Regions from separate parts of the Mus musculus genome. Here region 2 is linked to region 1. The links are chromatin contacts, called in public promoter capture Hi-C maps. All regions are on one chromosome and are shown on one strand. The core of a region is the stretch at or near the end of the contact, and the rest is flanking DNA. Distances in the headings are between cores, read along the strand shown. Region 1 holds the start of Rad51ap1 (RAD51 associated protein 1). Region 2 holds the start of Tspan11 (tetraspanin 11).

Region 1 (5,300 bases), core at 2,217-4,716:
CAATAAAAAAATGTTTAAACTCAAAAACATTCCAACACAATACAATCTGAAGATACAGGAATTTGAAGCTTCAGTGTTGAGGAAGGAGGAGTGGAAACCATCATTTCTACAAGAACAGAAAGCCATGCCAGACAGTAAACGCAGTGCAAACAGCAGTCTGAGTCTGCTCCAGGAGGCTTCAGCAGCACTCACTGGCAGTGGGCAGCACTCACTGGCAGTAGGCAGCTCCGTGGCAGTGGGCAGCACTCACTGGCAGTGGGCAGCACTCACTGGCAGTGGGCAGCACTCACTGGCAGTGGGCAGCTCAGTGGCATGGGCGGTGCAAAGCAAGCTTTGAGCTCCTTCAATCCACCATACTGCTGGCTTTGAATTAACATTTGGTCACTTGTGCTGAAAACCTCTTCAGGTTGACATGTTCATCATGAGCCCGACACTCACTCAGTTGTGCAGACTCATGGGTCACATCCCAAGTTCAAAAATCTGTGCTCTACCAAGAAACATCTAACAATAGAGACTATGGAGAAACAAAAGGAGGTCCGTCCTCACCACTCTCTATGAAGCAAGGCAAGCTGTGCAGCAGCATCAGACGTCCATGCAGATGACTGGCATTCTCCTCCACAGGAAACCTGAGGGGCACTCTCAGCTCTAAGCGCTCACGTCCTACCTGGAACTTGTACACAAATTCCCTTTCCTTGTTGCAGAACCTTTCTCGGTTTTTCTTCATATTCTTCAGCAGGGTTTCTGTAGGATGAGCCAAAGAACCATGAGTCAAACGGCCACAGGACACCTCTAAAACACAGCCCATCCCTCAGAGACTGTACCCCACCCCACCCCGCCCCCATGCGATGCTGAACCAACGACTCCAGTCTTCATTTTCCTTCCATTTTATTAGAGAGGATGTCTCACTGTGCATCTTGGGGTGACTTAGGACTACGTATCCTAGGATGATGTCAGACATTTGATTCTCCTGTCTCAGCACACCCCACCCTAAGTGCTGATATTAAAGGTGTGCACCACCACAACCAGTCTATTATAGTGTTTCCTGCTTATTCCTGCACATTCATCTTCGTGACAAAAACCAAATGCTGCTTCTTCCTTTTTTTTTAAAATGAAAAGTTATTTTAAAGTTAATTTCAGAGCAAACAATATGCTCAAGAAGTACTTTTACTCCTAGGGAAGAATAACAAGTAGTTAATACAAGGGAAGGTACAGAGTGGGGGGGGGGCAAGAGGAAATGCTGGAGGAGGGACGGGTTGGGGGTCTGTAAGTGTACAGCTAGCTTACGGAACTCATACAAGTGGCCAAACACAACGGAGACCCAGTGGTAGCTTGAAGATGTTTGATGTTGAAGGTCAGGAGATGTATCAGAAAAAGGATATGGGAACACAAGAAAGATCTCCAAGTAGGAAGCACGGGCACAGAACAGACCACACAGGATGCTGCCCAAGGCACACTGAACACTACTCAGAGAAAAGAAAATGCAGTAAAGACAGTAGGAGTCGAGGTCCCTTAAAGAGCTAGCCATCAGTCTATGTATACACACATATATGTACATATATATGTATGCATTTATATATATATATATATATATATATATATATATATATATATATATGAACTCCCAGGACAGTAGAGATTGTTGTCATTGTTCTTGGTCGTCCATAAAAACTAGATGATAAACTCTGTTGTTAAAGACACTGCACAGCTCAATTGATGATATAAAAAAGCCAAGCTGGAACTCTGCTGGAAGCTTCCTCTTTGCTGGCTATCTTTTATGGTCCTTGAAGATACTAAGGAGGCTGCTATAAGAGAAATTTCATTACTGGTCCAACCCAGCTGTGGACTCTATGAACTCTACTAACCTGCCAGGCAAGACATGCTCATCTGGGCACTAGGGTACCATTATGAGGGTATCCAATTTGCTCTGACTGGATTTGAGGTCAGCTCTATAGGAGCATACCCCTGCCTGGCACTATGATTCCTGTTGGAAACCCATAGCAGGGAAGATGATGGGCCCTGGGGGGGAACATAAATACTGTTGTTCAGTTAAATGGACACTGTCAAACCACCATGTCTATACCCACGACAAGTGCTACTCCCAGACTTAATCAGAGAATTGTCTCTTTCCAGTGAACTATAATGAATGTACAGACTCCAGGTGCCACAAGGTGAGAACATGTGATGGATGGGGACTCGGCCCTAAACAAGGCATTTATACCACCTCTGTGAAGGTTCAAGGAACACTGCAGAATAGGAAGTGGAAAAATAGAGGAACCAGATCATAGAGAGGAAGACAAAATGCCACCTTCTGACAAGACGCTGCCATTACAGCAGTAAACTCACTGCAGTGTCAGAGGTCTGCATAAGATTAGCCTCAGCAGCAGCAGAGGGAAGAGAGAAGACGACTCAGAATGACCCATGTGTCATTAAGGAACTGTTTTCTATGGGCAGATTCAGGAAAAGGGAAGTTATTTTTCAGTTGTGTGCCCACGGGTGCCCCCACCAGGCTCCAATGAGTAGTCGCAATTCAATAGTCTGGTCTAATTAAGATATAGGGTCACAAAAACAAACAAAACCAAACCAAAACAAAAAAAACCCAACGACATGAATCTAGAAAGGGGACTGGTGGAAATGCAGAGATTAGAGGGATGGGCAAGTTAGTAGGGACAGGTGCGACATAAGGTGAGACAGTAATTAGAATACATTGTAACATGAAACAGAACAAAACCAATAAAAACACACGTTTTCATGTTACTCTTTGTTCCTGTGGTCTGTTGCTCTCAGGATACAATTCATCGTAATCCAGTTTACGTCTCCGAATTCTCTGGGTGTGCCTACACCCTGTCAGAGCAACATGCAAAACGACAAGCCTAGTTGACCACAAACACTGAACTGGCAATGGCAAGCTGCACTCCAGCACTTTAGATGGCCCTTAGAAGACTCCTTCTGTTCTTTAAGTCTGTACCAGATACCGTCATTGGGTCCTCCACACTGAAGGGGCTTCTTCGCTGTGGGCTCGAACTCACCTCTCTCATCAGACACCAAAGCACACTTGGAGCTGTCAACGCAGAACTGCCCAAATAAGTCAGCTGACTTCTTGCTTTTTTTTTTTTAACCTCCAATAGATCCACTTTGGCAGATTCGGAACTCATGTTTCTCTTTCCTCAAGCGCCAAGGAAAACGCCTATCCAAGACCCCCTTTGTTCCAGTTATTTTTAAGTTAGTCATTCTAAATATTGGAGGCGTGTCGCTATTTTTATATTGTATTTTAGACTCGGTACCAAATCGCAATTGTGACGAAAGTGCAGTATCAAAACAAAAGCTAAGTCTGAGCAGACAGGATCCAGGATGGCGTGCCCGGGCCACGGTGTGTGTGCGCAGGCGCCCTCTCTTCAGCACGCAGGCGCCGCCTCAGGCAGGCGAGCGGTGATTGGCGGGCTGGCGCAGCGGGGCGTGGAGCGCGACGTCTGGTTTTCGGCGGGAATTGAAACCGCCACAGCTGCTCCCCAGCTCCAGAGCACTGCTGCTCTAGGCAGGGCACCATGGTGCGTCCTATCAGGTGAGTGGTTGGTGACGTCCCGCGGGGCAGAGAGGAAGGACGGGGACGATGGGGGCCACTGTCATGCATGGTTGCGGGAGAGGACGAGATCCGACAGAGGGCAGCGCGATTGGGTGGGTGCTCGTCGCCAGTCTCCGGTGAGAGCCACCCGCTGCTCAGAGGAGCCCGCCTGGCATCTCGCTTGCCGCCCCTCGGCCTCCTTCTGCAGCTGTCGCCCCTGAGTCACCCCACTCCAGAGGGACCTGGTAGGCTAGCATTTGAGTCGCGCTTAACGCGACAGCGAGCGACCGCGTTAAGTGGCTGTCATACGTTGAGCGATACAGAAAAAGCAGGTGTGCCTATTCCCTCAAATCCCTAGGCAGAGAGGCCCATTTAACTTCCAGCTCAAGCCGTGGTGCCCTGTCACATGACCCCCAGTTCCTATCTGCTTTCCTTTAGACTGTTGGAATCTCTCTGTGATCACAACCGGGATGCCAGGCTGGCCATCCATTTAGTAGAATGACTGAATATAGCTGAGACTATGGCCCAGTGGTCCAGTGATTGCCTAGCAGATGAGAGGCCCCCAGCTTCAAACCCCAGTCCTGCAAAACCAAACAACAATAAACTTAGTGAATTCTCCTAGGCCTGTATTGTACTAAGAGCTGGAGGCTACACTCTATTGGAAGAGGGGTGGGGAGAGATAAGGGGGAGTAACAAAATAAACACCACAATGTAACATAGGAGGAAGGAGAAAAGCCTTACTTTAAATCATATGAACGCGTTACCTAGGTAAAATGTAAGGGGCATTCACATGAAATAGGAGCCAAAGCCCAAGGTTCACCATGTTTGAGAAGCAGATTGAAGGTGTGGGATGAACAAGCATGTGGATGGATTGAGGACTGAGTCAGATAGATTACAAAGCAGTTGTAATCTATCTAAATCTATCTAAAGCAGCTTGTAGGTCTTAGGAGTTTGAATTTTATTTGAGACAAATGGGAAATCTGTAGTTTCAGTGGTGGAGGGCCTGAGATATTCTCATTTCACTTTTATAAAGGCCACCGGCTGTTGGTTGGCTCTGAGGGGGACTGGAGTGGCCAGAGCGAAAGCAGGGGGGAGGGGGGAATTGAGATGCTATCAGTTGTGTGTGACTTTGGCACTGTGTGTGTGTGTGTGTGTGTGGTGTGGAGATGGAGCAAGTAAGTTTAGGGTTTTTTTTGTTTTGTTTTAAGATTTATTTATATGAGTACACTGTAGCTGTTCCCAGATACACCAGAAGGGGGCATCAGATGGTTGTGAGCCACCATGTGGTTGCTGGGAATTGAACTCAGGACCTTTAGAAGAGTGGTCAGTGCTCTTAACCACTGAGCCATCTCTCCAGCTCAAGTTTAGGTACTTCTGACAAGTGGTTATAGAGGAGAGAAAACAAAGAATCAAGGTTGACTGTCTCTATGGACTGAGCTACGTCTCTGTATTGACTGAGATGGGCCCCTTTGAGATAATGAGGTTTAGAAGACAGGACTAGATTTCTCTTGCTTCCATGGTGAAATTGGAAGGGGACAGGCATGCAGATATTGAAGACATACTGCTGTTATTTGGGATAGTAGTAGTCACAGTGTTATCCACAGTCCCCTGAATCCTCAGAAGCCCCATGAGATCATGACTGTGGTCTGGTTTTTGTTGTTATTTTGTGTGGTGGGGGGGGGTTGTTTTGTAAATTATTGTGTGAATAAAAGGGGTGAGAATGGTGGTAGACATACATTGT
Region 2 (4,918 bases), core at 2,033-4,532, 950 kb before region 1:
TGGAGAGCGTACACTTTTCAAGAGGGTCGTAGAAAAGGCAGGTTGAGGCTGTTGGATGGGGGCTGCACCCCGCAGGTGTGCTTGAGGAATAGCATCTTAATTATTGTTATATTGCTGTGAGGAGACACTCTGACCAAGGTGACTCTTATAAAAGAAAGTGTTTAGCGGGGGAGGGGGGCATTTTTATACTTTTAGACAATTTGAGAGGGTTAGTCCATGACCATCACACAGGAAGCAGACTAGTATGGTGCTGGAGCAGTAACTGAGAACTTTACAACCTAATCTGCAGGCAGCAGGCAGAGAAAGAGACACCAGACCTGGTATAGGCCTTTGAAATCTCAAAGCCCACCTCCAGTGATATGTCTCCTCCAACAACACCACACTGTGACATCTCCGAATCCTTCCCAATGGATTTACCAACTCTACCATAGTCAGGGACCAGAGGAGATGTCCCAAAGGAAAAAAAGGCTGGTCTGTGCATAATTCATAGGACTCCACCATTCCCACGTCAGCCACAGTGTGCAGTACCTGCCTGCCTCATGCACGCCATTCTGCCCACAAAGCTATCTTCCATCTACTTCACTGAGGTCATCAGACAAGACCCAAGGCCTCTGCCAATCGTCCCAGCTGTCCTCAACCAGTCCCACACTGCACTGGAAGAGATCCCTTCCCAGATCTACAGAGAGGGAAATTAAAGCACAGTGAGGTCAGGGGACTCATAAAAGGTCACACAGGAGGAAGGGCAAAGCCGGGACGGGCCTGTGAGTGTCATGTGGTTTCCACCCTGTTGTTTTTCCATCTCTTCCTGGGAGTGAGGTTAATATCATTGACCAGAGCTTAGGGGAAGCAGTTGTATCTTCATAGATTCCTCAGGACCTGCAAGTGCCAGGCTTATGGCAGACACTTGATGAATACATGGGGCATGCGTACACTATACAAGTCACCTCCTCCCCGGTTTTATCTGCCCTGTATGTGGTGTTTTATCAGAACCCAGGAGCCCACAGGGTTAGCCAGAACAGGACCAGGTTATGAGCAGCAAAGGTGGCCCCTCAGAGGAATTCGTAGAACATCCCTGTTCTCATTGCTCAACTCTTTTGCTCTCTCAAACCACCCAGAATGAAAGAAAGGCCCCAAGGACCTGGCTGACACAGTACCAAAGACCAGAATGGTACTGAGGTTGATTGTTGACCAATGGGAAACAGCCACAGACTGAATCCCAGATAATACTTAACTCTGTGATTCTAGGCCCCCATACCCAGGGCTTTTTCCTTCCACAAACATTAACTAAATAGTTACTGTGAGGAAGTCTCTGTGAAGTCTTAGGTGACATCTAAGGGTCACAGCCACCTAACCATGTCTTGGTGTTGGGTACTGTCTGAATATCAATGCTGAAACCCTCCCACCTCCTAACTGCACTTGGGTCTAAAGCCATGCCAGAGTCCTATACCACAAAAGGCAGGATTCTGCAGGTAATATCCTAAACCTGTGAGCTTGGGGAACAAACTTCTTTGCTTTCTACTTTTCTGGGGAGCAAACTGCAGGGGGTCCTATGGCTAAAAGCAAGATGGCAGACCAGCTTACCTACACTCTTCTGAAAGTGTGCTTTCTGCAGAGGTAAGATGCTCAGAGTATTTGAAGACCATGCAAGCCTGTTTTTCTTTTTTTCCTGTGTCACAGAAGATATTTAGACAGAAACTATGTGAGGCCTGTCTGTAATTCCCACATTTCCAACTAAGAGTCCAGACACAGGCTCCAGACAGACACCCCTCTTGTGCTGAGGGTAGGGGCTCCCTCTACCACCACTGACCAAGCAGATGCAGGCCACTAGGACACTCCCAAGCTACTAGCGGGTACTTGTGTTCCCAGCGCCGCCCCCTTGCTTAGAGCCCCATCCCAGGCATCTCCACATTGTTCCTCCAACCACCTAGGTGACAAGTAGGACCTGGTCAGTGGCCCCACTGTGTACAGTACGCCATGGAGCTCTGATAACTCTCCTGGGATACAGTTTTGGGACATAGTCATGGCAGCTAAACTCCCTACTAAGTTCTGGTCTAAGCCCAGGCTGCCAAACTCCACCAGCTGTCTCATAGTGATTCATTAATTAAACACAGACCATCTAGTCTTGCTCAATCCTACCCTCTTTTTCTCCCCAAGACCCTACGATACTGTAACTCTACACCCTGGAGTGCACTTAGGAATTTTCTAGAAATTGTTTCTTCTTCTGGTACCCCTTCCTACTTCCTGCCACAATATGTGCCACTTGCCAGCCTCTGGTTGCTTCTTCCTGTGCTCTCTGCAATCTAAGCCCAAGTTAAGACGCCAACTAGTCCTCTCCCTGCTTTACAACTAGTCACATGTGGGCACTGCATAATTCAAACAAAACCCCTACATTCCAGAATCCCCCTCATTCTCTCTTCAACACAGGAAGCCAAGCACGTAGACATAGGTGACAAGGCCTGCCTAACTCAGTTTCCACTGATACACAACAGGGCCCAGGTGGATAGCTCAGCCTGGGACGGCAGACTGCCTAGGAACAACCAACCCCCCAGTGTCCTAGACTCAGCAGCTGCCAGCAGCTAGCAGACCCTGTTTTGCATGGGGTCCAGCAGCCACGGACTTGGCATTTTGCCTCTGCTAACAAACAAGAGACAGCCCCTAGTATTTGGGATTAACAAAGCGGGGGGGGGGGGCATTTGACGGAGGGCCAGTCATACACAGGACACTCTGTATGGCCCAAGCTATCAAAGCTGGGCGCACAAAGTTAAAGGCAACCCAGTCAAGAAAGGCAAGGCAGACATTCAGAGTAGTACCAACCCCACCCCTACCCCGCTGAGCACAGTGCGACACCCATGCGCGCACCCACCGCTGCCTCATCCTCATCCAAGGGCAACTTTCTTGGCCACTGAGCCCCTCTGGGGTCGTGCCAGGGACGGGCAGCTGAGCTGGAGGAGCCATGCCAGGACGGCTTGGTGCTTTAATGTCAACCCCACCGGCGCTCTTGTCTCCCGCCGCCACCTGCACTTACCCGGCCAAAACCGCCAGGCTGGATGCAGCGAGGGATCGGGAATCCGGAGCTGTGATTGTGGCTGTCCTGGCCACAGCCGCCCGCTCCACCCTGCGCTCCTTGCCCACTGGCCCGCGGTGGCTGCTGGCTGCCCCTCTCACTCAGACTGGGGGACGCGCCCACAGGCCCGGGGCGGGCGGGACCGGGGCTGCTCTTTGTTTGGAGCTGGCTTTTTTTTTTTCCCACCCAAAGCAGAGCACACTGAGCACTCGGTCCTGGCAGTTGTGCAGAAGTGGCTCCAGGAAACTTGTGAGGAGGGGGTGGGGCTGAAGAGAGGCGGATGGCCCTCTGTCCCGTCCCACCCACTCATCAGTAATCACTGTCCCAGACTTAGATTTATCCTCATGAAGTGGGGGGAAATTCCAGGATCCCGGAAGAATTGAATCCATGACAGGTTCCTTGGGATGTAGGGACAAGCCTCCCACTTCTCTCCTCACTCCTGAGACACAGGAACCGGTTTTTTTGGGGGTGGGGTGGGGTGGGGGTGGGGAGTCAAAATCCTGCGGACCATCATTTCTTTTACCCTCCTTGGAACCAAAGAAAAGCCAGATCCCTTTCCGTACTGGAACACAGTGGAAGGACAGACAACCAAGACCCAGTCTCTGCCAGTGGGTGAGGGTGAAGAGTTGCTGACCGCCCTCCCCCCCCCCCCCAACACACACACACACTGCCCGGCCAGTGGGTGAGCACCCTGTGTGATTTACTAAGAGGAACAGCCCGTGCTTAGCCAGCCTTGACTGCAGTGAGCAAGGCTTGGTAGCTTATTAATTTTTCTCCTCGCAATGCCACAATACCTGACAAGAGAAACTTAAGGGTTTGTTCTGTCTGGAAATTCGAGTGTGCAGGGGATCACAGACTGAATGGCACTGCCACCAGAGCAGGAGTGGCTGGTCACTGAGTGTTTGACGGCAGGAGGCAGAAGGGGCAAATGTAAGCGCTCAGTTTGCTTGCTTTGTTTTTCTTTGTTATTCAGATTCCCATGTAGCTGTTTTCACACACAATCCCTCAGTGAAACCTTTCTGAAAACATCCTCACAGAAGCACCGGAAGGTGCGTTTCCTAGGTGACTCTAAATTCAGTGAGGTTGACCACTCAGTCGCAGGAAGCAGGCAAAGCTGAGGGTTCCTAGCTACGGAGGCCAGCTGGCTGCTAAGAATGCCCTGTCACAGCAGAGATGAGATAGGGACTGTCTCCTTCGGAACTCATCCTGAGAGCTGGCGGCTAGGGTTCAGGGACATGGGGCCTTTCAGAGCATTTGAGTGGTAAGGACTCATTTCTCAGTTCCCGCAGTGGACTGGTTACTCCAGTGGGTGGATTATTTCTATTTCGTTTTTATTTGTGTGAATGTATGTCCATGTGTGTGGATGTGTTCATCTGTGAACAGATGTGTGTTCGTGTGTATACAGATGCATGAGCATGTGTGTGTACAGACCAGAGGTTATTGTATAGCATGGTGTTGCCCCTTATTTCTGAAAGAAATAACTCCCCTCTTTCACTTGCTACCATGACCTTACACAGTATGAGGCCCTTGCCAGACATGGCCATTTGTTTGTTTGTTTGTTTGTTTTTTGACCCGTAGAACATGGGCCATAGACTTTAATTCTTTATACTTTGTTCAGTCTCAGGTATTTCATTGAAGCAATGGAAGATGGGCTAAGAAAGTGGGACGGAGGGACTCAGAGGAGGTCATGGCTGTAATCTCTCTGAGAGATGAACTGGGGATGCAGGTGGTGAAAGGAAAAGACACAGCAGAGAGGTCTACAGAGCTGTGCAGCAGAAGGAGGAGCCTGTGAGATGGGGACCAGGGGCAGCATGAGCCAAAGGAAACCTCCATCTCCTTCAAAGTCCTTTATAG

Evidence for each region. Promoter capture Hi-C pulls out the DNA fragments that hold promoters and counts their contacts.
Region 2: a promoter capture Hi-C map of trophoblast stem cells shows a contact between it and region 1, with 7 times the contacts expected there. The contact joins the promoter of Tspan11 here to the promoter of Rad51ap1 in region 1. A contact is called at or near these places in 1 of 39 promoter capture datasets (trophoblast stem cells) and 1 of 115 datasets of contacts at active chromatin or transcription factors (astrocytes).

The regions. Positions count from the first base shown.
Region 1 is chr6:126,937,753-126,943,052 of GRCm38.p6, reverse strand. Rad51ap1 (RAD51 associated protein 1) reads left to right here and starts at 3,466. Exons shown (of 9, transcript NM_009013.4): 1 at 3,466-3,559. The coding sequence starts at 3,543. It overlaps D6Wsu163e (DNA segment, Chr 6, Wayne State University 163, expressed), which reads right to left and starts at 3,087. Exons shown (of 14, transcript NM_138594.3): 1 at 3,027-3,087; 2 at 547-741. The coding sequence starts at 724.
Region 2 is chr6:127,885,986-127,890,903 of GRCm38.p6, reverse strand. It overlaps Tspan11 (tetraspanin 11), which reads right to left and starts at 3,282. Exons shown (of 8, transcript NM_026743.3): 1 at 3,026-3,282.